Linked DNA regions of Mus musculus: regions 1, 3, 4 and 5 are each linked to region 2. A link is a contact called in public HiCAR-type, HiChIP or PLAC-seq and promoter capture Hi-C data. All regions are on one chromosome and are shown on one strand. Each heading gives the region's core, a stretch centred on a gene start, on an enhancer-like site or on the middle of the called end of the contact. The rest is flanking DNA. Distances are from core to core; before and after follow the strand shown.

What was found. Promoter capture Hi-C pulls out the DNA fragments that hold promoters and counts their contacts. HiCAR-type assays count read pairs that join an accessible place to other places. HiChIP or PLAC-seq counts read pairs in DNA pulled down with a chosen protein or histone mark.
Region 1: a contact with region 2 is called in a HiCAR-type map of embryonic stem cells, with 4 times the contacts expected there. The contact joins the promoter of Tvp23bos here to the enhancer-like site in region 2. A contact is called at or near these places in 4 of 39 promoter capture datasets (the 3T3-L1 cell line, cranial neural crest and maxillary cranial neural crest), 6 of 484 Hi-C or Micro-C datasets (the N1E-115 cell line, bone marrow-derived macrophages, embryonic fibroblasts and 2 more), 2 of 115 datasets of contacts at active chromatin or transcription factors (T-cell acute lymphoblastic leukemia and embryonic stem cells) and 1 of 9 other capture datasets (embryonic stem cells).
Region 3: a contact with region 2 is called in a promoter capture Hi-C map of embryonic stem cells, with 3 times the contacts expected there. The contact joins the promoter of Zfp287 here to the enhancer-like site in region 2. A contact is called at or near these places in 1 of 39 promoter capture datasets (embryonic stem cells), 1 of 115 datasets of contacts at active chromatin or transcription factors (embryonic limb bud) and 1 of 9 other capture datasets (adipose tissue).
Region 4: an H3K27ac HiChIP or PLAC-seq map of embryonic stem cells shows a contact between it and region 2, with 5 times the contacts expected there. The contact joins the promoter of Zfp286os here to the enhancer-like site in region 2. A contact is called at or near these places in 12 of 39 promoter capture datasets (the 3T3-L1 cell line, 3T3-L1-derived adipocytes, the C10 cell line and 8 more), 3 of 15 datasets of contacts at CTCF or cohesin (the NIH/3T3 cell line and embryonic stem cells), 2 of 484 Hi-C or Micro-C datasets (the N1E-115 cell line and embryonic stem cells), 4 of 115 datasets of contacts at active chromatin or transcription factors (T-cell acute lymphoblastic leukemia, bone marrow-derived macrophages and embryonic stem cells) and 2 of 9 other capture datasets (adipose tissue and embryonic stem cells).
Region 5: an H3K27ac HiChIP or PLAC-seq map of embryonic stem cells shows a contact between it and region 2, with 2.8 times the contacts expected there. The contact joins two enhancer-like sites. A contact is called at or near these places in 1 of 115 datasets of contacts at active chromatin or transcription factors (embryonic stem cells) and 3 of 9 other capture datasets (adipose tissue, liver and macrophages).

The regions. Positions count from the first base shown.
Region 1 is chr11:62,920,807-62,926,973 of GRCm38.p6, reverse strand. Tvp23bos (a long non-coding RNA gene) reads left to right here and starts at 4,343. Exons shown (of 3, transcript XR_388723.3): 1 at 4,343-5,738.
Region 2 is chr11:63,210,728-63,216,253 of GRCm38.p6, reverse strand. No RefSeq gene overlaps it. Among named protein-coding and RNA genes, the nearest start is that of Gm29851, 37 kb to the left of the region's middle. Within about 2 kb of position 1,998, at least 13 of the 459 cell types and tissues checked have an H3K27ac peak or open chromatin away from gene starts, as enhancers often do. A contact at or near this core is called in embryonic stem cells and trophoblast stem cells, where this site is marked.
Region 3 is chr11:62,729,659-62,735,209 of GRCm38.p6, reverse strand. Zfp287 (zinc finger protein 287) reads left to right here and starts at 3,314. Exons shown (of 6, transcript NM_133208.3): 1 at 3,314-3,543.
Region 4 is chr11:62,754,102-62,759,806 of GRCm38.p6, reverse strand. It overlaps Zfp286os (a long non-coding RNA gene), which reads right to left and starts at 2,987. Exons shown (of 3, transcript XR_879919.3): 1 at 2,702-2,987. It also overlaps a transcript of Zfp286 not described here.
Region 5 is chr11:62,952,029-62,957,438 of GRCm38.p6, reverse strand. The region is part of intron 1 of Cdrt4 (CMT1A duplicated region transcript 4); the gene reads right to left. Among named protein-coding and RNA genes, the nearest start is that of Cdrt4os2, 3.4 kb to the right of the region's middle. Within about 2 kb of position 2,463, at least 8 of the 459 cell types and tissues checked have an H3K27ac peak or open chromatin away from gene starts, as enhancers often do. A contact at or near this core is called in embryonic stem cells, where this site is marked.

The DNA.
Region 1 (6,167 bases), core at 3,094-5,593, 290 kb after region 2:
GGCCTCAATAAGAATACAGACTGAAAATCTATTTGTCTGTGACTATCAAGAATGTAAATTATTTTTCTACACACTGCCAAAAAAAAAAAAAAGAAATGTGTGGTTGGAATTACAATTTATGTCTTAGAGTCTAATTTCTTTAGAACTCTAATCCATGACAGACTCCAGAGGTTTAATGGTTTAGAATAAAATGTTAAGTCACTTATGGGAAATCAGTTAATTTTTTACACTTTCCAAAAACAAACAAAACAAAACAAACAAACAAACAAAAACCTCCATCTTTTTCACTAAAGGTAAAGAAGAAAGTAAAACACAAAGACATAAACTAAGTGATATTTGAATAGCAAAACAGGTCACATTGTTTCTTTGGTTTTTAAATTATGCATATAAATGTTTTGCCTGTATACATGTGCATGTCTGGTGTAAGAGGAGATCAGAAAAGGGCATTGGAATCCCCGGGAACTGGATTTCAGACGGTTGTGAGCTGCCATGTAAGTGCTGGGAATCGAACCTGAGTCCTCTAGAAAAGCAGCCAGTGATCTACACTGCTGAGACACCTCTCTAGTTCTCACACTGTTTCTGAGATGCTGAGGTGGGGGATATTCCAAATAACAAGTATAAGGCTTAGAATAAAACCCAGAGGTTTATTTTTATCAGTAATTTTTAATCATCTGCTACTGTTAGACACCGTAATATACAGCATGTAAAAGCAGTTACTGCTGAGATTTTTAAAATTTTTTTTACATTTGTAATTTGTCTAAGCAAATGTGGTTCTCAGCCAGGGAACAGTTCTACCCAAAAGGGTTGTCTGACAATGTGTGGTATTGATTTTTGCTTGTTACTTCTGGGGGTGGGGGTGATGGGTAAGACAGAGCTACTGGTACTAGGGAAGTTAAGGAAGCTGCTGAAATCAAGGACCCCCACCCCCACTGTCATGAGTCGACTGTGCTGGCTACAGGAGGCCTAAAGGAAGGACAGGGAAGAAGACAGCAGAAGGGGCAGGAGAGAGGAGGGGAGAAGGAAGATAAAAGCCCGAGGGCTTTTTTTCCTTGCTGTCTATGCTGTTGACGATACACTGATGCTGGGTCAGCAATTGTCGTCTGACCTATGATGCTCTCAACCCACCCTCAAACCTATGCAAGACAAGGACTTGAAAGGAATATAAGGATCATTTCGTCTGAATTTATTCTGATTCACTGATCCATTCTTTCTTTCTCTTTCCCTCCCCCATGCCCTGCCCCCCTACCTCTGCCAAACAGAGTTCCTGCCTCTATTTAAGTGAAATTTCCACCCTCTGACAGACAAATGATTGCCAAGACATTGGATAGATTCTGGAATGTGGTGCCCAGGCAACTGAACCTCAAGTGCTCATAGAGAGTGTCCTGCACATCTCCCAGGGGTTAGTGAGCTGCTGTGGGCTTATGCTCCAATGATGCATAGAGAGGAGCAGAAACAACGGACAGCCGTCAGGCATGAGGTCTGACTGCCAGGGATCTGGCAGCACCGACCTACAACATCCCTACAGCTGATGCCTCCCTCTCACTCCCGCTCACTCCACCTATTGTGGTTTGAATGTAAAATGTCCCCAAGCCCAGGACCTCAATGCTTGACCTCAGTGGGTGTAGATATTTTGAATCCTTAGGAAGCCTGGCTGGCTGAGGTAGAGCGATGGGGTAGGCCTTTGATGGTTCTAGCTCAACCTCTGATGCCAGCATCCTCTACTTCAAACTACAAACGGAGTCTTTCCACCATGCCTTCCCAGGTAGGATAGACTAAACTCTCTGAAAAGAGCCCAGATGAATTCCTTTTTCTCCCTTATATTGTCTTTGCTGGGCAATTTGTCACAGTGGCATAACTACGCCAACCTTTGTTTTCTCAATATTTCTGCAAGAGACACAGTAGATGTTGAAGAATGCTAGACCTGAAATTAAGGGGAAGAAAATTAGGAAAATATTTGAAATGACTAAGTGAACTTGCTTGGCAAGGTTATATGTTCTATCATCAGGTGAAACTGAAACCAGAATGAACTGGAATGAACTGGAATGAGCCAGAATGAAGATGCTAACAATGACATAATTATGATGAGCACAGCTCTCCTTGTGGTAAGCCAAACACAAGCTTTGAAAATGGAACTCCTTTCATACACACTAATCTGCTTTTTATCTGTGGATTGGTCAAAGCTCAGAAGAGGAAGTGCTCACACCGAGGCTCTAGCATCATATTAAAATCTCAACCCTGAGGACAGCCACTCCTGCTTTGACTTTGGTCCTAACTAGAATATGAACACATGCTCTACGGCTGTGCCAGGAGCATGCTGGCCTCAGAGATGTTTGGAGGCCATTGAGAACAAACATCTGGAATTCAGAACATCGCCTTGGAACAGACAGCTTGGGCGTTGGGGTCTTTAGGAACACAAGAATTTTCTTCACAGGAAGCAGTGTGGGAGCAGGAACTGGAAAGAGGAGATAGCTACAAGAAGTTGGAGTTCTGAGGACCCATGGATCCCTCTCAATGGGAGAAAACAGGCCATCTCAGATCCAGTCTTAAGTTGCCCATGCAGATGCAAGTTCCCAGAGAGCAACTAGGAAATGTCTCCATGGGGCAGCTTAGCCAGAAGCAGGGCAGAGCAAGGGCTTCACTGTGGATGCTTTAAAGCTGTTCAACTCTTAGTCCCAAAGGAAGCTCACACCCACTTGAAACCAGACGTCGACAGAGTCCGTGGAACATTAGAGATAAGAAGTGCTTGTAGACCCATCCAGCAGAGAAACCACATTCTGAAGACAAGGACTTGGACACCCAGGACTTGGAAACATCCCCTGCCTGTAGTTACCAAGTTAGAATCAGAGATAAAACTCTTTAGTGTTCTAATTCCCAGTCTGCTTTCCTCCATTGCTAGTATAATTACGTTTTAATGGGATCTAGCGTGACATCGTGATATTGGTATATAATGGTTAGTGGGGGCGGTTGGCACAGGCCACCACCCTAAAAAGCTATCATTTCTTTGCATCACGAACATTCAAAATCCCCTGTGTTATTGTGAAATTAACTGCTGTCAGCCATACTTACTCTACTGTCCTACAGGACATGCTAAGCTATTCCTCCAACCCACTTAAGACCCTCGGCAAACTGTTTCACTTGACTTCTTGATCATCTTCCCTGAGCTTTCTCCAGGTGACAGTAGGTCACACAGAGAAATGAAAAGATGGCAGAGTGTTTCCAAAGGTCACCAATTGTGTGTGCACCTGCCTGCAGGAGGGCTTAAGTCACTCAAATACCACAGAGAGGAGACCCCAGATGTTCATACGTTATTAAAATGTTGAGCATTGACTTGTAAATGTGAACTTCTTCATCTTTCGATACATATTAAAACTTGAACACCCTAAGACAGAAAAATTAACAGATAACATCGCAAAATTTATTTTAACACGTTGGCTTAGTATAAAATGATCCTAAGATACATTTTATGGGCTTAACGGGGTAAAGTTTGTCTTTCTTTGCTTGGAGTTGCTTCTCTCATCCCTCTGAACAGGGGACCCTTCTGTCTCATCTCTCCCAGAACTTTGGTGTCCTCTTCAATCAAATGAAAGATGGAGACGAAGCCAGCCTTGAGGACTGGACAGCGAGCAGCACTCTGGTATCACAGAGGCTCTGATTAAGTTGCACAGAATGAAGTCTCACAAGGGAGGCTAGGAAATGTAGTTTAGCTTGTGTCTAAGAGGGAAAAGGTCATGGGGTTTGGGGAATAGACAGTTAACTCTGCCACAGAAAGTTAAGTCCCCTGCTCCCTCATATATCCTAAGAGAGTAGTTACATGTTTCCAAACCTACTTTGCTGTTTGGAAACTATCAGTCTAGAGGACCAGGCACAGACTAACACAGCCACCCACATTCCCTTTCCCATAAAGCAGAACTCCTTAAAGACAACCAGATTTGAGAAAAGGGGAGCTATTAACAACAGCAACCATTATCAAGTGTTTGTCCCGGGTAAGCAACTTAAATGTGTCAACTCAGCCCTCAAAACAACCCAATGGCATAGCTGCTATCATCATCCCATTTTTCCTATGAGGAAACTGAGGCTATGACAGCTTACACAACGGGCTCAAATTACCCAGCAGTGGACAAGATCTGACCTCTCACACTGGCTCCAGTCCGTGGTGCCAGTCACTACTTTGAGTTGACCCCAGAATGAACATGAACATGAAGCACTGCCAGCTCTTTGTAGACGTCTACATGAGGCTGAGCAGGAGGAGAGGAGAGGTGGGGCTGAGGGTGGCATGGCATGAGGGGGCTGACAGCAAGCCCGGAGCAGGAAGAGCCAGGAGGGCAGCTGGTAGGATTACAAGGGCAAGAAGATGGCAGTGGGCTCCAAGGTTAGGCTGGGGGCTCAGCTGTGTCACTCAGCAAGCCCTGCCAGGAGGATTCTAAGACCCTGCTGGTAGCTGTTGTATGTGAAAGCACCATTCCTGGTGGCCCATGTCCTTGATTAAATTCATGGAAATTAGACAGTCTGACAGGGTGGTTGTACTAGTAGTTAATTGTCCGTGGCTAAAACGAAACACCCATGATTGCATACCTTATTATGGAAAAAGATTTCTTTAGTTCAAGGTTTCACAAGTTCAATGACAAGATGGTAGCATCTAGTATAGGCTTCCTGGTGGGTGCTATGGTACTGGTGGACAAACCACACGGTGGCAGCCTTCTCACTAGGTAGAACCTAAAGTTTCCACATCACCTCCCAATACCGCTTACCAAGAATCAGACTCCCAACACCTGCTCCCGTGAAGGACAAAGGACACCCAGAGGCAGCTTAGCCCAGCCTGGTAGTTCTGTCTGGTAGCTCTCTGCACGGTCTCTTCAGTACCTCGGCATGGCCTCCCAGTGGACAGACACAACCCGGCCCAGCTCTCTCCCAGCTTAGCGGAATGGGTGTCTTTGTCCTTTGGTATCAGGAGTAAAAAGAAGAACCGGTCTGCAAACCCAAGACTGGTCCCCACTGACAGTCAGCTAGCTGCCTCCTTCCCAGATGGTATGTCCCCACTGTCTTTTGCTTGCTCTTCACACAGAATCTGCTAAGCACTAGGTGGCACGGTTGAGCAACCATTAAAAACTATTTCCGTCAAGGCCCAGGAGAAAAGGAAATTGAATTGGAAGTTGGAGGAGTGAGGGTTAGTGGCAGAGAAGGCCGATCGGTCCCTGGAATTCAACCTGCTCACAGCCTCCATAAGCACGGGTATGCTGTGCTCTAAGCCGATAGGGCTGCGTGCAGAGGAGGCGCCCTCAAGAGCAGATACCGCCAAGCCAGTGAGGAGGAGCCTGCTGGAGAAGGCTGGGAATCCCTTCCCACCATCCTATCAGAACCCTCTGGTTGTCGCTTGCTTCCTCCTCTCAACCATGTCGCCCTGTTCACCCAGAGCAGAAATGCTGGCAGCTGTCATGGACAAGTGAGATGAGGCACACGTCTCCAGGATGACCCACGGGCTTCTCTGCCTGTCGCTGCCATTTTCAACCCTCTTCCCCTCCCCGCTCTGTTTTCCTGTCTTCCTCTCTCCCTCCCTCCTTCTTCTTCTCTCCCCACCCCACTCTCTTCGAAGGAGAATTATATTCAGCTCTGTGGGTTGTTTTTAATGCATTCCAGATGCCAGAAGAAATCTTGGCCTGGGCTCAGCGTTCTTCTGACTTCAGGCCTCTCCCCCACCTACCTCCCTGTCTGACTCCCAAGGCCACACAAGGAAAAATCAGGTGGGCTAGCGCCATCTGCTGGCAGCTTCCAGAAGCTTAAGGAAGGCGGGAGGCGGTTAAGGTGGGGCAGGAATGGTTTCTTGTAACTGGCGTGATGTACTCGGTTGGAAAAATTCGGATTATCTGGGAGAAAATGGTGTGTAAATCAAAACGCTTCAACCCATGGACACTCCGGTAGTGGTTGTAGTGGTGGTGGTGGTGGTTCTTCGTAGTAGTCATCATCGTTGTCATCTCCTCCTCCTCCTCCTCCTCCTCCTCCTCCTCCTCCTCCTCCTCCTCCTCCTCCCCCACTCTGTCCTCCTTCTCCTCCCCTTCCTCCTCCTCCTCCTTTTCTTTTTCTTTTAAATTACAGTCTGGGACCCAGCCGGGTGGTTTTTAACATCACATTCTTTGAAAAACAGAGATTTTGGCGTCTCAGCTTGTGTTCCC
Region 2 (5,526 bases), core at 749-3,248:
TCTATAAAGAGAGGCTTTAAATATTAGTCTTTATTGTTGACAAAGGTCAAATACACCCTCTTGTGGTAAAATGGCGCATTTGAAATCCTGACAAAATTTTAATGCTTTGGGGGATGCTAGATTGAAGCATAAGTACTGGAAGAGAAACAATGACTTTATTTTGAAGTTTTTTTTTTTTTTTAAATACTGGATATATTTACCTTATGGCCTTCATAATCTCCAATTTGGGCATGAAAAGAGAGAGAGAGAGAGAGAGAGAGAGAGAGAGAGAGAGAGAGAGAGAGAGAGAGAGAGAGAGAGAGAATCTTCGAGTCTCTTGTTCACAGGAACCCAACAGTAACAGACAACAAGGTGACATGAAGAACATCCTGCCTTCCTATCAGCACACAGACCTCTCAGGAACTACACAGCTGATTTGGAGAAACCAAGAGAGCTAAAGCTGAAGAGAGAGAAGCTGATCCAATCATGTAACTCAGGAATGTGGCTGTTCTCCAGACACAGTGGCTCTGTCTGCATGCCATTATCCGACTCTCACCTTATGCAGAGAACTGGCTCAAGCGCCATAACCAACAGCTGATTACATATCCACACATGTGGTACTTAAAAGAGGAATGACCTTCAGTGGTCTCATCATAAGGGTCAGCATGTCCTTGTGCTCAGGGACCCCAGCCTCAGAATATCCGACAGTCTCAAAAGCCTTGCATGCATTCTAAAATTAGCTATCTGGCTGGGGTAGGGGTGGGGGGTCATCAGACTCAACTCAAGTGCAGTTGAACAGAGCACATTAACTTCCTGACAGCTTTGTTCAGAAACACTCAAAACAAATGACCTGCTGCCAGTATAAATGGATGCAGCAACTCTTTGCTCCTTACTGAGGTAAGCATTGGTGTGTTTGGACATGTTTGTCCCTCAAAGCTTGCATGATGGAAGGTTGGTTCCACTGTGGCAATGTTAAAAGGGAATAGGACCTATAAGAGATACAACTAATGGGACGTCCTTAGGTCATGGGGGCTTCTCTCAGAAGAGTTTCTATATTTCTCATGGGTCCCCTGAGTTCACCCTCAAGAGAGAAAACTGACAAAAAGCCTGAGCCTGACCCTGGGTGAAGTGGAATTTTCTGGTTTTGTTGGAGATTCAGTTGTGTCATGTGGTGTTTTTCTGGAAGCTGTCTGGTGAAAGGACATGTGATGTTTGCTGGAGCAGAGACTTAAGAGCACATGTGATGTTTAAAAAGTGTAAGTATAGCCAACAGACAGTGGATGATGCTCTGGCATGGGTTCACCTTGCTGGTCTTTATCAGGGTTCACCTTGCTGGTCTTTATTGGGGCTCACCTTGCTGGTCTTTATCGGGGTTCACCTTGCTGTCCTTTATCGGGGTTCACCTTGCTGCCCTTTATCGGGGTTCACCTTGCTGGTCTTTATCGGGGTTCACTTTGCTAGCCTTTATTGGGGTTCACCTTGCTGGTCTTCACTGATGACACCCTGGCATTGGTGCACCTTGCTTTCTTCTCTGGTCTCGGCTTGTCATGACTTCATAGAGAGATATACACCAATGAACTTCTGTTCATTAATTCTGTTGCTACTTCATAACTAATTCTGCTACTGTTAAGAATCATAATGTAAATATCTGTGTTTTCCGATGGTTTTAGGGACCCCCTGTGAAAGGGTCATTGATTTCCCCAGGGGTCCTGACCTACATGTTGTGAACCTGAGTGCTGCACTAACCTAAGGCTCACTGCAGAGCCAGCGCTTCCCTGGCTCTCATTAACTCACTGGGTAGAAATTTCTGAGAGTCCACAATTAATAAAGATGCCTCATGCAGTCAGACCTCTGTGCTGATCGAACGGTGTGCTGATCAAACTCATGCGCAAGTGAAATCAGCAGCTTGGGCAAGAGGCTTTGAGGGCGGGATTTCCTCACCCAGTGACCTCACCCAGCAGGGATATCCTCTGAGGCAGATGCCTTGGAGCAACATTTAAATGTTCGACTCTCCCTCCCACCCCCACCCCACCCCTACACACACTGGCCTCTTCCTGCCCGCACAACCGCCTCTGGAGCAGTTAACTCTCACTGGATGATGCTGTATTCCTCAGTCTGCACCTCCCACTTAAACACAAAGTCCGCGAGGTGCTTTGTTATGGAGGCATCCCTGGAGCCTGGCAGGTTGTCATCAGTCGGAAGAGCGGAATGCTTGAAGGAAGGCGCACACTTCCGGAACTCCGCCCATCGCCAGCACTCACTGAGCACGCTGATACTGTCTCTTTTCCTACTCCTGGGCCATTCAAGGACTTGGAGCTATGGACATATACCATGACATATACCACGATGAAGAACTGAATCGAACGTCCTCTCAAGAGTAGGTTCTCATGGATGAATATCCACTGGCAAGCTAGGTCTTCCCTGAAGGTCTAACTTTCTGAGAGCCTAGTGTGAATTGACTTGAGAAGGAAAAAAAAAATGTTTTTTGGTTGTTGTTTTTTTTTTTAATTAAAAAATTAACGTATATTTATTCTCAATTCTGAACTTTCTTTTCCCTTCCTAGCAGGCCAGATGCATACCTCACATGTAAACTGCATAAATAAGCCGTTGGTTAGTCAGCTGTGGTGGAATTTTCTAGCTGGCTGGTCCCTGATACTGTGGTCTCCCTAACTTACCCAGAGTGCCTAGGTGGCCGTGGGCTGCCGGACAAGTGGATCCCAGACTCTTCCTGGTCTTTTGTTCCAATGGAGCTGCCTGCAGCTGTCCGCTTTTTGGGGGACCTTCTCTCATCTCTTAACATCGCTCTATTGCTTGTCTCTTTCATGTTATAAGCAGAGATAGGCTTGTTCAAGTATCTAGGAGCTTGCAAATTTAAAAACAAAAACAAACAATCAAACAAACAAAACCATCAGATTGACCATGAGCTAGCTGTGCAGAGCAGAAATATTTCATTTCCTAGAAAGCCTTTCCACTCAGCCCGCCACAGCTAACCTGCCCTGGACATTGCGTGGCTGTACCCGCCGCCCAGTGGACAGACTGGGTACTGCATTTGCAGAATGCAACTCTTTGTCAAGGAGTAAAGATCTGCTTCAGGCTGGATTCTTTTTCTTACCTGTACACCGCACCACTCTCCTGGAGAGGTACTGACCAAGTAAGGAAGAAGCTTGCAGAGGAAGAGAATAGGGGAATCTCTGTAAAAATCATCGCTGTTCTAATTTTTTCTTGAAATTATGGAGGGGGAAGATCTTTTAAAATGGACAATTGTGAACAATTTGCACAATGTTTGTGCAAAATGCAAACTGGAACCCCAACTTACCCCAGGTCCCATGCTTGGAGCTCTCTTTCTGACTCTCTAATCTCCACACATGTCACCATTCCCCTGACCTGGATTTTTACAGCACAATCTACCCTCCCAAGACTCGGGTGGATTAACAAACAAAAACCTTTTCCGTCTGAGATGGGGCCTTGTTTTGTAACCCAGGTTGGACTTGAACTCATTATGTAGTGTGGATGAGCTCATTATGTAGTTGTAGAACTCCCAAGCTGGTTTGGAATTCATGGTTCCCCTGCCTCAACCTCCTACATTGAATCCTCCTTTAGAGGCTGCTGTGGCTCAGAGTCTCTGAGGTACACAGGGGTGCACACAGTTCCCACGACCCACAGTGGTCTACAGTGGCTGAGGCTTCTTCTCAAAGCAAACTATATCTTACACGAATACCTTGACCCCTTTAGATGTGCTGAGCTGTGGGATGGAGGCTGTGGTCAAGGTAGAACATCTCTGAATGGAACAGAACAGAACCTATCTGACCAACACACACACACTCACACATTACTATCATGACTTGGAATGGGCTTTGTTTAGTGAGTTATAACAAGAGCTGACCAGTCAGGGGACTTCTTCAGAAATGGCTGGAAAATAAGACCATATGCCAGTTCAAGTCTATCATCATCACCACCATTATCATCACTATCATCATTACCACCACCACCACCATCATCATCACCACCCATCATCAATGTATCAACTATTCACATTTCCTGGTCATTTGCCATAGCACTAACCTGATAGAAAGAGAAGCATTTTCTCTTCTGTGTATCTCTTTTATTAAAAGAATATTCTCAGAAGCCTCAAGCGAGCTTCTTTTCTGTTCTATCGACCCGTGCCCTGCTTTAGCTACAAGTGATACCAGGAAGGACGCTAGCATGCATGTTGTGCAGCTTTACTATAGGAGATAATCCAGCCTGTAGGACTTAGAAGATAGGTTGCTAAATAACCATAAACTCTTAGCTATAGTCTTTCTCCTCTGCATATGCATGCATGTGCACACATACCAGTGTTCTGGGTTACATGGGATGATCAATGAAAGAGAGACACTGCAGGACGGATTTGGGCTTCTCAGCAGCTGGGGGATCCACCTCTCAAGACTAAACTCTGAACCTGCTTGCAGAGCCTCCTAATTGTTACACAAAAGGCATGTTTAGCAAGCCAATTTCTGCATACCAAAACCTCTTATCTGATCTAGGAGTTGTCTGAAGGAACTATTACCTAAGCAATTCTCAGCCAGAGGAGACTTCTTAGCTTGCCAGGAATGTCTCAGGACTAAGTTATGCAAAGGCTTTATGAATTCTTCAGAAGAAGCAGCCTCATAAAACCTCAGATAGCAATCACAGACGATTTACAAAAGGCTATTTCAAAGCCTAGGTACCTTCACCCCAGAATTCATGCCAGATACAATGGCTCTGCCAAAATCTGCTATGAGCATGCGTGCGCACCTCCCCCACCCACACACACATATGTGTGTGAGTGCGTGCATGTGTACATGCATGTTTCCAAATATCCCCCAAAGACACATAACAACAGGCATGCACACATGTATTCCCTCCTTGTACTCATTCCATGAACAAAACATCCATTAAGTCTATTATGAGCCAGTGTTTTGGCTTGATATCTGGGGCATGGTAGGACATCACACACACACACACACACACACACACACACACACACACAGTGAATGAGTGAGAATATCGAGAGTACTGAACTCCACATCCATGAACCTTGGCAGCCTCGGTACGAATCTGGTTTTCGTTCTTACTAGATTGCAAACTTTCACCTTTTCTATTACAGCTTCTCCCATTGGCAAGCCCAGATTGAAGCATCACCACACAAGAGTTAAGTCAGTCATTGTTAAGTGAAAGAAAGGCTGCCTGAACTCACAGATAGGGACAGCTCTTCTGATGCCTGAGACAACAGACTGACTGACCGGATGGCAGTGACCCCATCATGGCAGCACTGTCAACAGGGGTGCTTTCCTTCCGCAGCAGGATGCAGGCCAATACAAACCTTCCTTGTGTTATTCGGAATGGCTTCTAACTGAGAACACATCAGTTTCCATTTAATATCACACTTAGTAACAGAAACTGCAGAAATTAAAACCACAGATGGCAACAGGAATGGCTATGAACAAGGTAGACAGAGACCCGACTCTCACAGACCACACAGTCCAAATCGGCCAGTGATTCTCAACCTTCCTAGTACTGAGACCCTTA
Region 3 (5,551 bases), core at 2,065-4,564, 480 kb after region 2:
CCCGGCCCTAAAGAATATTTTGTGTGTTTTGAAAAAATTTAGTATTGAACATTAGATACAGAATCCTCAATTATGGATGGTATTAAGTATTCATTAGTGATATTTTTAGGGTATCAAAGGATGTGAATATAAAAGTTGAACAAATTTTTATGTATTATTTGATTCTCAAAATACTCAATATTATTGGTGTTTGATGTATACAATGCATTTAAATAATAAAAAATTAAGAAAAATAATAAAAACATTTCAAGAAAAACAAAAACAAAATAAATATCAGGTGTGGTGGTTGCGAGCCACCATGTGGTTGCTGGGATTTGAACTCAGGACCTTTGGAAGTGCTCTTACTCGCTGAATCATCTCACCAGCCCCCAGCTTCTCACACATTTCATCCTGTCATGATGCTCTTCCCTCCCTCCACCCAGAAAAGGTCCCTGCTGATGACTGCTTCCCTGCTCTGAGTTTGCTCTCCCTCCCCCTTCCTGCCTTCAGGAGAGGTTGGGAAGTGACCACTTGGATGTCTGCGCCCTGCCAGGGGAGGGGGGGTGTCAGCAGGACACCCATGCTGCTGTTGTGCCAAGATTAGCCAGTCCCTCCCTACCCTATCCTGTGTGCTTCCACCTCATCCTCACCCAAAGAATCTATGTGTCAGCTCAGGATGTGGGGCTAATCTTTGTGAGTCCAACACGTGCCTGTATCTCCGCAGTATCCACGAAGCCCAGGCCGATGAGGCCACCCCTGGACTTGATCAGTATCCAACCTTGTCTTCTCCTGTCCCCAATGTTGTCCCCAATGTTGTACGCACAATTAGACTTCTTCTAGCTCCAGTCTGCTGCCTCCTGTTTCATCTCAATAACAGTAACCCGAGCTAAGACAGTCGGAGTATAAACTGGTGCAACAACTACAAAAATAACCATAGAGTTGTCTCAGAAAAACCTCTCATAAAGTTCATATGGAAATGCAAGAACCGTGGATTGCCAAATCGGTTATAAGTAGAAAGACACAAAATTATCACATGACCTAGCTTCAAGATACGCAACAGAGTCATAGTGACAAAAACAAACACACATCAATGAAACATAACAGAGGGTACAGGCATAGACACGCTGTTCAATAAATGGTGCTGGTAAAACTAGATACTCACCTTCAGGATAAAATTATATCCAGATCTCTCATCACAAACCAAATTATCAGTTCAAATGGCATCAAAGGCCCTAGCTTAAAATCACAACTGTTGAAACCGCTAAAGGAATATAGAAGAAAAACTTTGGGATACAGGTTTATGCAAGAAATTTCTGAATGGCACAGAAACTAGACTCAGAAATTGACAAACTGATCCTCAACCTTCCTAATGTTGTGAAACTTTATTATAGTTACTCATGTTGTGGTGACCCCACCCCCAACCATAACATTATTTTCATTGCTACTTCATAACTGTAATTTTGCTGCTGTTATGAATCATAATGTAAATATCTGTGTTTTCCAATGGTCTTAGGCAACCTTTTGTGAAAGGGTCATTCAACCTCCAAAGGGTCACAACTCAGGTTGAGAACCACTAGTCTGGACTATATACAGAACTGTGCAGAAATTAAACACCAGGCAGTAAATGGGCCAATGAACTCGATTCTCAATAGAAGACATAAAAATGACCAATAACACTTTTTAATGTGTTTGACTTCCTTAGCCATCAGAAAAACACTACTTTGAGATTCTATCTCACTCCAGTCAGAATAGCTATTGGAAGAAAACAAACGTCAACAAATGCTTTTAAGGTTGCAGAGAAAGAGGCTACCTTATCCATGGTTGGTGAGCATGTAATGTGCTTCAGGCACTATGGAAATCAATGCAGAGGCTTATCAAATAAAAATAAAAATAAAAAATAAGGCAGGTGGATTACTGAGTTCGAGGCCAGCCTGGTTTACAGAGTGAGTTCCAAGACAGCCAGGGCTACACAGAGAAACCCTGTCTCAAAAATAAAAAAATAAATCTTCCATATGACCTGACTATACCACTCCTAGGCACACACCTAAAGGCATCTGCACTTTACTGTGCATGTGCTTGTACATCTGTGTTTGTTGTTACTCCTTTCACAAGCACAAGGAACATGAGTCAGCTTAATGTCCATCAACATTAATTACTGCCCTGATCTTGACTTCTTTTCTCCTACTACTGACTGGTTGGTATTTCACACTTATTTTCAAAGCTGTACATAATAATGTTATTTATTTTTCTTAGAATTTACTTAATTGTGTGTGTGTGTGTGTTGTGTATGCGTATCACAGGAGACTGTGGAAGTCAAAAGTGGCATCAGAGCCGCTGGAACTGGAGTTACAGACTTTGAGTCATCACGTGGGTGCTGGGAACTGAAACCAGAGTCTTTGTATGAATCATAAGCACTCATAACCACTAATCCATTTCTTCATCCTTTTCCTCCTCTCATTATGTAGCCCATGCTAGCCTTGAATGGTTGTGTAGACTAGGCTGGCCTCAAACTTCACAGAGATCCACCTCTCTCCTACTTTTGTGTTTGGTTTTGGTGGCCCAGTGAATCTAACCTGGTTTTTTTGTTTTGTTTTTTTGTTTGTTTGTTTGTTTTGTGAACATAAGCAGGGAAAGAAATCAGTATTTTGAGGAGGGAGGGAGCCCACACAGAAATGCTAAAAAAATTAAAAAACTCAGTGAGTGGAACAGAAAAACAATAGAAACATCACCAATGGACTCAGCCAGGCAGAAGAAAGACTATCAAGGATGGGAGACGAGGTTGACTACTGTACCTAAATTCAAGAAGGACTTTTTAAAATGAGTATTATGATGTCCAAGAAGTTCAGGATGCCATCAAAAAACAAACCAAAGAATCCACAGAACAGAAGGAGCTAAGAGAAATGCTGAAGACAGAGAATTTGTCTGTTAGTTGAATCTGGAGGTCTCAGTGTCGGATTCTAGAGGTGACAATCAGAGCCATTAGGAATTATGCACTACAGTCCATCTAGAAAGAGCACTGTGGGGTTTCCTCCCTACAAGCCACATACTTGATGCCTGTCTATTTCTGCGTTGTAAGAATCCGGCTTTACTCTCCAAATGGTTTCCCAGGTACTGCTATTGCAGCCCTGACATCCAAGTCATCTGCCAGGCCTGTCTCTGCCCAGGTAAACTTTAAAGTTCCGGTCGAAACCTTGTAGCTAACAGGCAAGTCACGGTGATGGGTGGAGGAGGTTGCCATAGAGACAGGTCCAGGGCCTGGGGCTCGGGATGGGAAGGCTCGGGTTCGGCTTCCCATTGGCTCTACGGACGAGCAGCGTTCTCCACTAGCACATGCGCAGTGGCGCCGAGGCGAGGTCGCTGCGAAGCCCGGGAGCTAGGGGTTCCGGCCGGGGCCTCTGGGGACCCGGCTGGAATGAGCGTGTACTGACGGCTCCCGGCTCCTCCCAGGGAGAGAAGCGGTGAAGCTGAGCCCCTGATGCAGCTCTGAGTCGAGCCTGCCACGGAGGCTCCCGCCACGCCGCCGCCATTGTTGCCCGGGCTGCGCCGACGGGGCCCGAGTGACAGGTACTGATGTCCGAGCGCGAATGTCCACGGGGAGGCCGGCCCGGGGCAGGCTGGGAAGGGGAGGCGGCTGGAGGCAAGGCGGGCGCATCTCCTCAGGGCATGCATGACTATGGATGAGCTAGGCTGGGAGTTGGAGCCCCAAACAAGTACGTGTGGGTTCTTCTCCGTGTCAGGATACTTGTGAGGTTGGCTTTGAGAGAGGTGGATAGTGCTTTCGGTTTACACTTGAGGAAGCTCCTGAGACGGCCTCCAATCACAGCCTAACAGGCTTGTCTTCTCTGCTCCGGGAATAGAGCAAACTATGCAAGGCAGATAAATAGATCGCCTTGGCCCCGCCCCTATGAGATTGTTTGGAAACCTCCAGTTTGTCCCAGTAATCACAAATTTGCTCTGTTGCTGAGAACATCCGGAATATTAGTGACTTGGATATTGAAACATTTCTTTCTGCAAGGTGATAAGTTTTCAACAAGTTAGAAATTAACCATTCTGCTCATGGTTCCTTAAATTATTGCTTCTAACACCACCATCAATAAACACACATCGTGTGTGTGTGTGTCTAGGATGAATGTATTCTAAATTCAAGGATAGAGGAAAAGAAGACCAGGGTAAATTCTGTGTGTTTATCCTGCACTCTGAGGAGTCTGCTTCTGTGTGTATGAGGGGTAGCAGAGAACACCAAAAATGCTTGAGCTGATGGGCCATTCTTGTGCTGGATAGTTTTATGTCACCTTGACACAGCTATGGTCATCTTATAGAGGAAATGCCTCTATAAGACTGAGAGCTACTTCCTGCCTCCAGGTTCCTGCCCTGTTTGAGTTCCTGCCCTGACTTCCTTTGATGATGAACAGTGATGTGGAAGCACGAGCTAAATAAACCCTTTCCTCCCCAGATTGATTTTTAGTCAAGGTGTTTCATCACAGCAGTAGTAACCCTAACTGGGACAAAAATTGGAACCAGAAGTAGGGTATTGCTGTCACAGTCCTGGCCATGTTGTTATGGGAAGATCGTAGAAGGACATTAGAACTTTAGGCTAGAAAAGTCGTTGAGTGTTGGAAGCTCAGTGAGCTATTCTGTAGGAGCTAGGAAGAGAAGGATGTTAAGAGCAGGAGAGAAACGCAAACTTGGCCTTTTGTGTGAAGAATCTTTGGTGTCTGGTCATCTGGAACTGAATAGTCAGCTGTGACTAAAAAGAAACCAGTGTCACTGAGGTGAATAAGAAATTGCCCAAGAAGCTATATTTCAGAGGGAGACAAGATTATACCTCATTCTGGCTGCCAAGCTTAGTGAGTAAGAGTCACTCAGATGGTACTGGTTTTGATGGCATAAAAGAGTCACAGCGAGCATCTGAGGCTTAGCACTGTGTGGCAGGGCTGGGATCCCTGAAGAAGTCCCAGAAGAGGTTGTCTTACTAAGATTTCTATTGCTGAGATGAAACACCACAACCAAAAAGTAGTTGTGGAGGAAAGAGTTTATTTGGCTTACACACTTCCATGTTGCTGTTCATGATAAAAGGAAGTCAGGACATGAATTCAAACAGAGCAGCAACCCGGAGTCAGGAGCTGATGCAGAGGCCTTGAGAGGTGCTGCTTACTGGCTTGCTTCTCATGGCTTTTTCAGCCTACTTTTTTTCTCTAGAACCCAAGATGACCAGCCCAGGGATGGATCACTTACAATGAACTGGGCCCTCCACCATCAATCACCAATTAAGAAATTGCCCTATACGATCTTATAAAGGCATTTTCTCAATAGAGGTTCCCTCCTTTGAGATAAATCTAGTTTGTGTGTCAAGTTAATATAAGACTAGCCAGCACAGAAGGTATTGGTGAAAATACAGTCCAGTTTCATCAAGAGACCCCAGCATTTTGGAAATCCAGTACCGTGGAGTGATCACTAAGGACATCAGCAGCAGTGGTATGAATCCAGCTGGAGCCTAAAGGACAAGCTGTGTGTTCTGCAGAGATTGGAGCCAGAGAAGTGACCCAGGCCTTCTGGAGGAGCCCAGAAGATT
Region 4 (5,705 bases), core at 1,738-4,237, 460 kb after region 2:
TTTCTTTTAAAGTTTGTGTTGATCAATCTACTGCTATTCCCATGGGCCTACCTCTGTGTGTGACTTAATGTTTCTCTGTTGCCATTTTACTATTTTTTTATGGTTTTAGAGCTTTATTGTAGAAAGGCAGGGGGAAAGAGAGAAGGTAAAAGAGAGAGAGAGAGACCAGCCATGGCCAAGAGGAGAGAAAGGGGGAAAGGGAGGGGGGAGGAAGAGAGGGAGAGAAGAGAAGGGGAGGAGAGAAGAGTAATGGGAGTAAGAGCAAGAGCTCTATTGCCACTTTAAATACACCGTCTTTGTCTGGTACATTTAGTGTTTTAGTTTAATATGACGTAAGGAGGTTTCTTTCTGGTCCTGTCCACTTGGTGTTTTAAGTGGCTCCTGTATCCGGACTGAGATCTCATTGCCTATATTAGTATGATTCTTTTGAGAATGTTTTTGTGCTTTGAGAATGAGAGTCTTTGTCTAGGCCCCTTTCCCTAATCATTAACTAAACTTTGATATACTCCAACTCACTGTTTATCCCCCAATACACTCAGCTGTTTGTCCTTCAACAGTTACTGAGGCTAAAGGGTCCGAACGTCATTAATGGGCTACAGCATTGGCATAGCGGCAATGCCCAGCAGCTGTGGTTGCTCCTGCAGCTAAGATTTTCCTCAGGGGATAGAACAGAGCGTATACATACAGCAGGCAACCTGGACATCTGGACTGAACTATTTTCTGGACTGTGCACTTCGACTCTACCACAACTGAGTCATGCGTGATTATTGCAACTGTGCTTCAACTGAGGGGGCTGTGGAGGCTGAAGATCGTCTTTAAAAGGAAGAAAGAAATCAAGGTGGAAAGAGGAGCTGGAGAGGAAGCTTGGATACTTTTGGACAGATTTCAGAGACTATCCAAGATATGGGAGTAGTTTAAAATTTTTTAAAAGGAGGAAGTAAATATGAGAGAAAGGAAAAGACTAAGAGTACAGGGGAGAGCATGAGAAGTGACCAGCAGTACAGTGAGGAATGCCTTACAGGAGACTGACTAAGAAATGAGATCCTAAACACCTAACAATGTACCCACGAAGGCGGAACCGACGTGAGACGCCAGAGTGGAGATTAAGTAATACGAATTAAAATGAATACTTGTGGGACGGATCGCTGGCACCGCTACAGTGAGTTGAAAGATGAAATTCTTAAGAGGCCTCTGGCTCTAGCCTGCCCCATTTGAACCTGTGGAGGGAAGAGGCCAGTGGGATCTATTCGATGCAGTCACATGAGAACAAATAAAGAGCTCTAGTGGCATTCCCGCAACATACAGACACAATGTGACCACATTGGGAAAAGGTATAAAAGTCTAGTGACACCCGTACCCCAAGATCATCTTCGGGGTCCTGACATGTTTAAGTTTAAATAGAGAATGGTTCTGGTTGTAGTCCACTTGTAAAAACAGTCGCAACTCCTTTCCTGCCTCAGCCTGCAGCGATCACAGGAGCTGTCCAGGGAGCAGCACCTCCTCTCCAGCCTTTCCAAAAAACAGCTCAGCCGCACATTGATGGCACCTCAACCTGTGTGGCCTGTGGCCTGGAAGATCTTCCCATCCTAACCCTTGGGCCCAACGCAGGGAAAGAGGGCTGAAAAAAGCTACCAATCCCTGAACAGAGAAACCCACCAATCCCTGAGCTCCCCCAAGCTCAGGACTTGAAATCCTACCAATCCTCAATCCGGAAATCTCTGTGGGGGTTCTCCTCCCGCCCCCCAAAAGCTCCGCCCCTAGCTGTGTAAACCCTGCTCTTGGTTCAACTTCTTGCTGTCCACTCCTGGGAGCAGTGGCAGCCACCCCTGGATTTGTCCCTCGTCTCCCTGGATTCATCCTTCCACTAGATCTCTTTCCTGAGATTTGCTGTCTGGTGGGACTCTCTTATCAGAAGCAGCCAAGAAGCAATGAAGAGAAGGGAAGAATGAGAAAAGGGGAGCAAGGCTGAGTGAGCCTCGTGAGCAACTCGGCTCAGCTGGGGAGACCCTCTCCTGGGAGCTGCAATGCCTCTGCTGAGGAGACTTCCTCTCAGAGCTGTGTGGTTCCTGGGCCGGGTGTCTCGGGATGCTCTTCCATCGGGATAACCTTCTCCCCTCTGAGCAGTGTGGCTCCTGGGTTCCTGAGTCCCAGGATACACTTCCAGACTGGTCAAAGTGTGAACCTGTCCATCATCAAAGATCCAGTCTCTTGTAGAAAGAAGATGGACCGGTATGATGTCAGAACTGTGTGAAATCTCTTTCCCGGACCTAAGTTTCCCCACTGGCTGGCACCAGACCCCTTTAGCATATTTTCATCCCTGTCAGGAAAGTTAAAGAACCAAAAATGATAGTGTAGATAGATATCGCCAGTTTTCCAATCAAGAAATTCAAAGCCAAGCAAAGTGTGGACATTCACCAACTCTCCTGGCTTCTGAGACTTTATAGGTGGCCTCTCTGCTCTCTGGGTGCCTTTCTTTAGCAACACAGAGGTGACCTTAGAAAAGATCTTGCCAAAGGTTCCTAGTGCTAGAGAGTGACACGGCCGTGGCCTCTAGACACAAACATTCCAATGTGATTGTATTTCTTAGATTGCGCGGAAGGTTGATAATCAGTAAACTGTTCTTAATCGCGAGGAAGGTTAAATGAAGAGTCTCTGAATGAAGGTTAACGTTGGCCGCCTTGCGGCGCGGTTCCGTGCTCACCGAGCGCCCTCTGCCGGGCACACAGCGGCCGCCAGGTACTTCTGCCCGGGTGCAGACGGGGGTGCGCTTTCCCTTCGTGAGTGCACGGCCTGGCCGATCCGGACCTAGCCTATCGGACCCTCCCATCCCTGAGGAGAGCGGCCTGGGCCACAGAGGCGGGATGCTGTAGGTCTCCCCTGCGCCCTCTGGTGGAGCGGAGCTTCAGAGCTGCAGCGTCACCAAGACCTCAGCCCTACCCGGGCCGGAGCAGCGGACCGCGTCAGAGAGGAGGGTGGACAATCCAAGGCCAGCCTCACCGGAGATGGCTTAGCCTGAGAGCTGAGCTGCATTCCTTCACCGGGCAGCTTGCACTGGCTGGCTGATTTTAAGCCATTTCAAATGATCCCTTTTTAAGCCATTTGTCATTCCCTGGCACGATCGTGGAATAGAATAATGTGCATTGGTTGGGACATGCTGGACTGGTCCAGGGTGCTGTAAGCGCTGCCAGAGCGTGCACCCTTCCTTCTTTACTTTTAAATGCACTGATACGGGAACCACAAGTGAGGTTTCTCCTTAAGTCTGTTGATAATTGTGCAGTAGATGGAAGAAACTCTTGTAGTTTCTAAAAGAATTTACCTAATACTCATAGAGTAGATGTTAAGTCAAACTCAGGTAGACGAAGAAAGGGTGCAGAGCTACAACATTCCAGTTCTCCAGAATCACTAAAGTTTATTATTAATCGATCCGCCTTGTTTGTACAATCTTTAACACAGGTGTGTCTTTTTTTTTTTTTTTTTTTCTTTTTTCTTTCTGGAAACTTCAGGTCACAAACAGGCTAAACACTGTGTCTAGCTGTGTGGCTTGTGTCTTGGTTAAAGGGATAAGATGCTGCAAGGGTGGTTAGCACTGGCCACTTTTGTTCTTTGAGACAGCTTTAGAGAACTTTTTAAATTTTGTGTATTGGAATAATAATGCCCATCAGATTAGTGTAAAGATTAAATGAGAATGTGTTTTTAAAGTTGCTTGTGCAATGTCAGACCAACCAGCTGTGACTACATTTAATAATCTTATGAACCCTAGATCTCCGGGGGCGGGGGGGAGAGACAAGTTGGATCTCACTGATGTTGCAGGGGTCTTCCCTGTGTTTCATGGGGCTCATCCCTGTGTTCCCTCATGGGAGCCCTGTCTCAGGGTTCCTGCGTGGTGAGTCTGAAGTTTCTAAGGCAGGACTGGTTTGCACGGTTTACCACTCTTCCCTACATTCCTCTCGGCAGGACAGCCACCCTTTCAGAAAGCAGAAGCAGAGATGGCTGCTGGGATGTTTGCAATTGGACCCCTGGTAAGTCGGGGTCTACTGGTTCCTGCCTGCTGCGTTGTCTGGGGGGCATCTACTGTTCTGGAATCTCGAAGCTTCTCTGCCTCACCCACACTCCTTCAACTGAGACCAGAGCCACATTTTTTGACCTATAAAAAATGGGGCCACCCCAATAAAAGTTATTATGTGTAAAAGAAAGTGCTCTCTGTTGGGGGGACAAAGGCCCGTGTAACCACTGAGCACTAGGGAGCCAGGAATGCTAAACACACCCGAGCACCTCCTCAATGCAGGAAATAAAAACCTGGTTTTCACCCCCAGAAGACTTGGAGTGGATATTGTTGACATCTGGTGACCTTTTTGCTATCTATGGTGACCTGATTTTTCCATGTTCTAATAATCAAAATGTATGGTGTTTTCAGCACTAGGGTCTCGCTGTCAAGTTCTTGGAAGCAACCAAGAGCAGTGGCAATAGCTGGCATTGTTCCTTTTGAACTCGGTTGGGTGGTTTAACTCGGCTGTTCTGGCTCAAACTCCTCTCCGAGCTGACTGATTCACACTGGCTTCTCTGGGCTTCTCCTGAATTGCTGTTTAGCCTCAAACTAACTGTGTCGATCTCTTCTGGTCCTCTGGTGAGAGAACAAATATTCTGGGTTCAGACTCCATCTTAGAGAACTTGACCTAAGGTTCAACTCAAGCTAATTAACAAACAGGCATCTAGCACTAGTTTCTAGGTTATCCACCAACAAGACCTAAGTTTAGCACCAGTTTCCAGGTTGTTCCCTAACAAATCTACACCCCCCAGGTTACAAGCCTGCCCCTGACACTTCACTTCCTAACAACCACCAATCAGGAGGAAAACAGAAGTTAAGTTTCTGATTTGACTTTCAGCACCAGCCAATTATGTTAAAGGCCATAATGGCCTCCTAATCAAATGTGTACCTGGCTAATACCCCATTCTTGCCTCTATAAATGCTTGCCTGAAACTGGGCTCTGGGCCTCCTCCCATTCTTCTGTGTCAGAGATGGTAGTGTGGCCCAAGCTTAAGCTTAAATAAAGAGACCCTAATTCGATTACATTGGAATGGGCTCCTTGGTGGTCCTTTGAGGGTTCACGAGCATTCCTGGTACAGCACTGGCTCCTCATTGTCTGACTCATTCTGACTCACCTGTGCTTAGCCTGTTCTCTCCGTAAACCTCCCCTGGTTAAACTGCCTCTTCCCGCTCTGCACTGCCCCTCAAGTAGCTTCCCCTTCCTCTCTCTTCTTGTGAGACTTGGACAGATCCTACTCTGTCAGATCTTTCTCTGATTCGTCACTTTGTCTGCCACTCAATTCGATATCACTTTGGAACATGGGTGCTTCCTTCTACAAAATAATTTTATTTTAATTTTTGGGGGATTATGGGTACTAAGTATTATGGGTAAGGATATTATATATTAAGTATAAGGATATTATATACTAAGGGTATGTCTATATTCCAGACAGACAGACTAAAGGTATGTGCTAAAGCTGAGACACACCACAACTAGAAACAGGTGTTTTCAGTAAATAACACAATCTTGGGGTTCATAATGTGATGAAATATCCTACAACAAGAAGCCAATACTCTTAACCACTGAGCCATCTCTTCAGCCTTCTTCCTGTATGATTTTTAATGGTGAAGAGTCTCACTGGATTTGCTACTCTAAAAAATAAATAATAAGATTAAAATA
Region 5 (5,410 bases), core at 1,214-3,713, 260 kb after region 2:
AAAATGTATTTTCTTGCCTGGTCTACAGAGTGAGTTCCAGGACAGCCACGGCTACAACAGAGAAACCCTGTCTTGAAAAACAAACAAAACAAGACTTCTTTTTTTCTTTTGTTTAATTTGTCATCATCATCATTTTTCTTTTTTCTGGTTTTTTGAGGCAAGGTTTCTCTGTGTAGCCCTGGCTGTCCTGAAACTCACTTTGTAGACCAGGCTGGCCTCGAACTCAGAAATCCACCTGCCTCTGCCTCCTGAGTGCTGGGATTAAAGGCATGCGCCACCACGCCCGGCTTTTTCTAGACTTTTAAGAGACAGATTAACCCCAACTCAGGAGCAGAATGTAAGCCATGAGGAACTCATTGAACTTTGGGAGCTGTCAGGAGCCATAATAGGACAAGCTAGTAACTAGCAGGCGATCTTCCTGAGATGGTCTCCTTCGGATTAATCCGTGACAGATTTGCTCTTATTGGCAAGGCCCTAAGAGAATTCACTTTAGCAAAGATTCCTGCTATTAATGTGCTTTTCCTGTTATTATTAAACATATATAACAATTACTAGGTATTAGCTCATCCTTTTGAGCAGATCTCTGCAGTTCTATGAAGATGTACTGTCTTATAGTGATGCTATATAGACAAATAGATAACTTCTTAAGTCTTAATGATGATCCTTAAAGAATTCCTAAAATTATAACAGTGATTATTAATCTCTTTTATAATGGGACTGCTATTAGGTCCTTTTCTGATAGTCAAAACTGCAATGAGAACTCTGTCAGTCTCTGATATGTCACCAGTTAATTGCTCTTAGTCACCAGACTTTCTCCTACTCAGAGCACATTCCAAGGTTGTAAAACAATTAACCAAAGGTCATAAAAAGGGAATTAATGATTTAGTATAGGTGCTAGGACAGAAGATAAAATATTGACTGGGTTTACATATACAAAACTTCACTTAGTTAACTTAATAATTTAGTTATGGTTTTTGACTTTCAATGAACCTGCTCAGGTGATGGATGTTTAGCCATATAATTACTCCTAATGAATATTCATGTGAACATTCTACATTGTAAACTTCTATTTCAATTTATGATTTGATTTTTTGTGTAAATGTGTGATGAACTTTTTAACATGTGATCGTGTATTCTGAAAGATGTATAAGTACTGAGGACAAAGAGATTAGAGGAGAATATTTTTTTCCCTTTCCACTTAGAAAAATGTTTTCCCTTTCCCCTCTTAGAGTAGAATTTTTCCCTTGCTCCTCTTAGGATCTTTCTGCTTTTCCCCTTTTTCTTAGATAGCTTTAATAGGAAACTTTTTACAACTTAGTAATAAACACTATAATCACTTTTCAAAATTTCCTTTTTTTCTTCCTGCGACTTCCCACTAGCAGCCTGAAAGTTAGAGCCAGGAAGTTCCTGCTGAAATAGAACAAAGGCCACGTTACTTAATCCCCCCATCCCCACCCCACCCCACCCCGTTGTTAGGCTACGGGTGTCAATCACCTAAGCTAGCAGCCTTTTACCCTCAGAAAGAGCAAGAAAGTTTCTAGGACTTTTTTTAGAAGTTATCACCAGCAATTCAGTATAGTTAGAGAGCTAGAATATCCGGAGACCCTCAGACTTTAAAACCACACCAGAGTCCTACTCTGTGCCCCCCCCACCGCCACCCACCCCCCCCACCCCACCCCCACTCCTTACCCTGCCATTACCCTCTCCAGGTTGGGAGGCTCCCAGTAGGGAGCAAATTCTTTCCTTCTGCCTCCTGGGTCCCAGAGATCAAACTCAAATCTTCATGCTTAGCAACAAGTGCTTTGACCTACTGAGCCATCTTGCTGGGCCATATATTTAATTTAAAATGTTTTCCTTTTAAACATACAAGGGTGGCAGAGAAGGGAAAAAGACTGGGAGTGGAAAAGAATAGAACAAAAATTGCTAACAGGAGAGAGATGGAAGACTGTATAGAATAGCCACTGTTGAGTAGGATGACAGCTTTAGAGCGGGGTTACAGGGTTGGGGTGGGAGTTAGTGTTGTCGGCTAGCCTCATTAGCATCAGGCAGAGGTCGTGGAATGGAGTAGGGAGAAGATCAGGCATGGCCACTGACAAAGAGTCAGGTTGAGGGACGGTCCTTGGCACGTGAGACTACAAAGATTTCAGATGGGCCACAGGCACCTGCACTGACCCAAAGATGCATGAGCCACTGACATGGAAGGATCCCCAGGCCCAAAGTACATTCCTAAACCTCAAACAAAGTCATTCTTTTCCATGTTCTCCCAAAATTTACAATTACAAAGATAAAGCAAACATTTATTTTATAAATCAACAATGAAAACCAATTCTAAGTAGGCAAATATTTTGCAAGCATAGGCCTGGCCGGCCCTGCATTCCTGCTGTCTGGCTTCAGCCAGGCACTGGCTGGAACCTGGCCCTGCTTTTTCTCCCTGCTCAGTGACTTCCCAGTACATTCCACAATGGCTCCACCCTCTGAGTTCTCAAGGTGGAATGGGCCACATGGTTTCCGATGGGCTGTAGTGGATGGTGACAGGGGAGGTCACTGTGGAGGAGGCAACTGGAGAACATCAGAGACCATGTAGTCCATCCCACTTGAAATGCCTCCTCTCCACTTGGGTGCTTCCCTTCCTAAACTGTTCTGCCATGGGGGATATACAAGCGGCCTGAGGACAACTACAACTGGGAAGCATCTGAAAGATTGGTGTGTCTGTCAAACGGGGGGGGGGGGGGGGGGGGAGGGGGGGGGGGGAGCGAGGTAGCCAGAAAGTTGAAGTTGAGTTGCAAAGCCGGCTGGCTTGATTGGCTAATGTACATGTGAGACAGTCGGAGAGGAACAGGCCAAGCCATATTCAAAGCTTAAACATGCCAGAGTCGGAGGTCAAACACATCACATGTTCCCTGCTGGAATGCTGCTGTCAGATGGTCCTGGGTTCAAGTCCTCAGTCTACTAGCTCTGTGACCTTAAGACAAGGCATTGTCCTCACTGTCCTCATTTTTCTCTAGTGGCATGCTCAGGGAGTGTGGGGATAGGGATAAAATGGAGGTGGCATTTGGGAGGTTGGGGACTGAAAGTCTCAGGCCAAGCAAGCCTGCAGGTTTAAGAGAGTCATTTCTCTGTGTCCCAAGGAGATCTTAAGCCTTTCAAAAGCAGAGGCTGCCTCCTGACCTAAACTTGGCCCTTGTTACCCAGGAGGGAATGAATATTCATAAGCGTGTGCTCTGTGCCATCAGTCTACTAAAGTACTGGCTGCTTTTCTAAGGAGTTTCTGTCCCTTCTTGGGCTATTGGGATTATGGGAGTTATCCAGAATGGCAGCCCTGTAGCTTACAGTATTGTCCAATTATGGCTGAGGAAGGGCCCTCGGCAAAGGAGAAGCTACCAGCATCCATTTTCTGTGTCTTTTCCCTGCACTCTTGACCCAGGATCCTCATCTTCTCCCAGCCCCCTCTCCGCTGGTTTTCTCAATAACATTTCCATGCCTTTGCATTTAACCCTCCCTTCGACTCACATCTCCTCTAAAGCGTTCTCCTGATCCCAAGCTTTCTTTCCATTTTTTCCCGTTCTCTGCCCAAAACCCACTAGTGGATGGGTGATACCACCTGCTAACTTTGCCAAAGTCATCAAGCAAGGTTCCATGCCGGCTGTCCATCCTCAGGGCCCCGTCGATAGCACGCTACTAGTTAAACAGAGAGCATGGCCATTGAGGGAAAATTCAGAAGGGAACCAACCTTTCATCCCAGGCACAGGTCTGGAGACTGAGGCAGGATTGCAAATTCAAGGCTAAGGGAACTACAGTATGAGTTGAAGGATTCCTGCCCAACTTAGTGAGACCGTAGCAAGGTTTCAGCTCAGTGGGAGAGCACTTGTCTAACATGTGGTCTCCAGAACTATTTTAAAAGTGTAGATGGGCATACACAGGCAAACCATCATACACACCCAACATCCTGATACACACAAACATGAACACACACCTAGAAACACACAACATATACACAGATACAGAAACGGAAATACCTACGGACAGACCCCAACACACACCAAACACATATACACAGAGACAGGTAGAGAACTCCCATATTCAGACACACACTGGAATACACACATACACACACACCACACCACACCACACACACTAATCCATTTGCTAGGAGAAGATAAGGTGGGAATTTTAAGGCCATTCACTATGACCACAAGCCCAGATGCTCACAGCACAGAAGGAAATGAAGATCTCAGGTCTGCACGTGGGAGGGAAGGTGTCATGGGACCTGCAGATTATTCTGTATTTCAGAAGAGAGGCCTCTTCCTGCCCAGCGCAGGTCCTAGGACAGGAGGCTTAGCACTCACCAAAGGGCAGGCACTTGGATGATGCCCCAGCTTTATATCTTCAAGCAGGAAGAAAGAAGGGATACCCCAGGGCCTGTCTACCCCAACCCAGTTGGAAGCATCTCCCAGACAAGCTGCAGCATCTGAATTTGAACCCAGAGCTCTGACTTCCCAGGCTCTTGGCCAGCAACACTTCCCAGTCTTCTCACACTCACGCTCAGCTTAAGTGCACACAAACAGAAGCTGTCAACCTGGAGATGTGTCTTTGGGGGACCCTGAGGTTCTGGACCCACATAAACATGCCCTCAAGTAGGGTACAAGACTCTGTCTTAACCTAACCCAAGTGTGGGTCTCCTTATGTGTAGAGATGGGAGTCTTTTCTCCCTCATCTTTCCCTATCCTGATCTACATATTAAGGTGCCTTGTCAATCATAAGGTTTCTCACTATTAGAAAACAGTATTTAGTGTTTTTTGATCCTTTCTCTAAATAATTCCTAAATAATCAACCTGGGTATTAATTAATCCTTTGAAGAAACTCTCTTGGATGTGTAGCTGGCTCTTGGTTTTGTTTTGTTTTGTTTTGTTTTGTTTTTCCTTTAGATTCATTATCTTTGGGGATGGGGATAGAGGATTAGGAAGTATTCCCTTCTATGTAGCTCAGGCTTGCCTCAAACTCTAACTACATAGCTCTGGTTGGTGAACACACTGTGTTGCCAAGGCAAGCCTCAAATTCATGGCAATCCTCCTGTCTCTGCCTCCAGAGTATTGGGCATACAGATGTATAGCACCATGTCTAACCTTATAGATACTTAGTAATAAAGACATGAGCTAGGCCTGATTGGACATTTTGGAGGTTCTCCATTTTGTTAAGACTTAGTTATGCATCTGTGGGATATCTTAGTATATGCCCTTCCAAAGAACAATAAAATATAATGAGGTATCAATATAAATATAAATGTACAGATATAAATATAGATGTGTATGTGTATGAAAGCACTATTATAAACCCATTTCTTTGTATAATAGTAAAAACTTTAAAATGAGTAGAAAATATATTTTTTAAATGATAAAAGCCCTTACCTCCA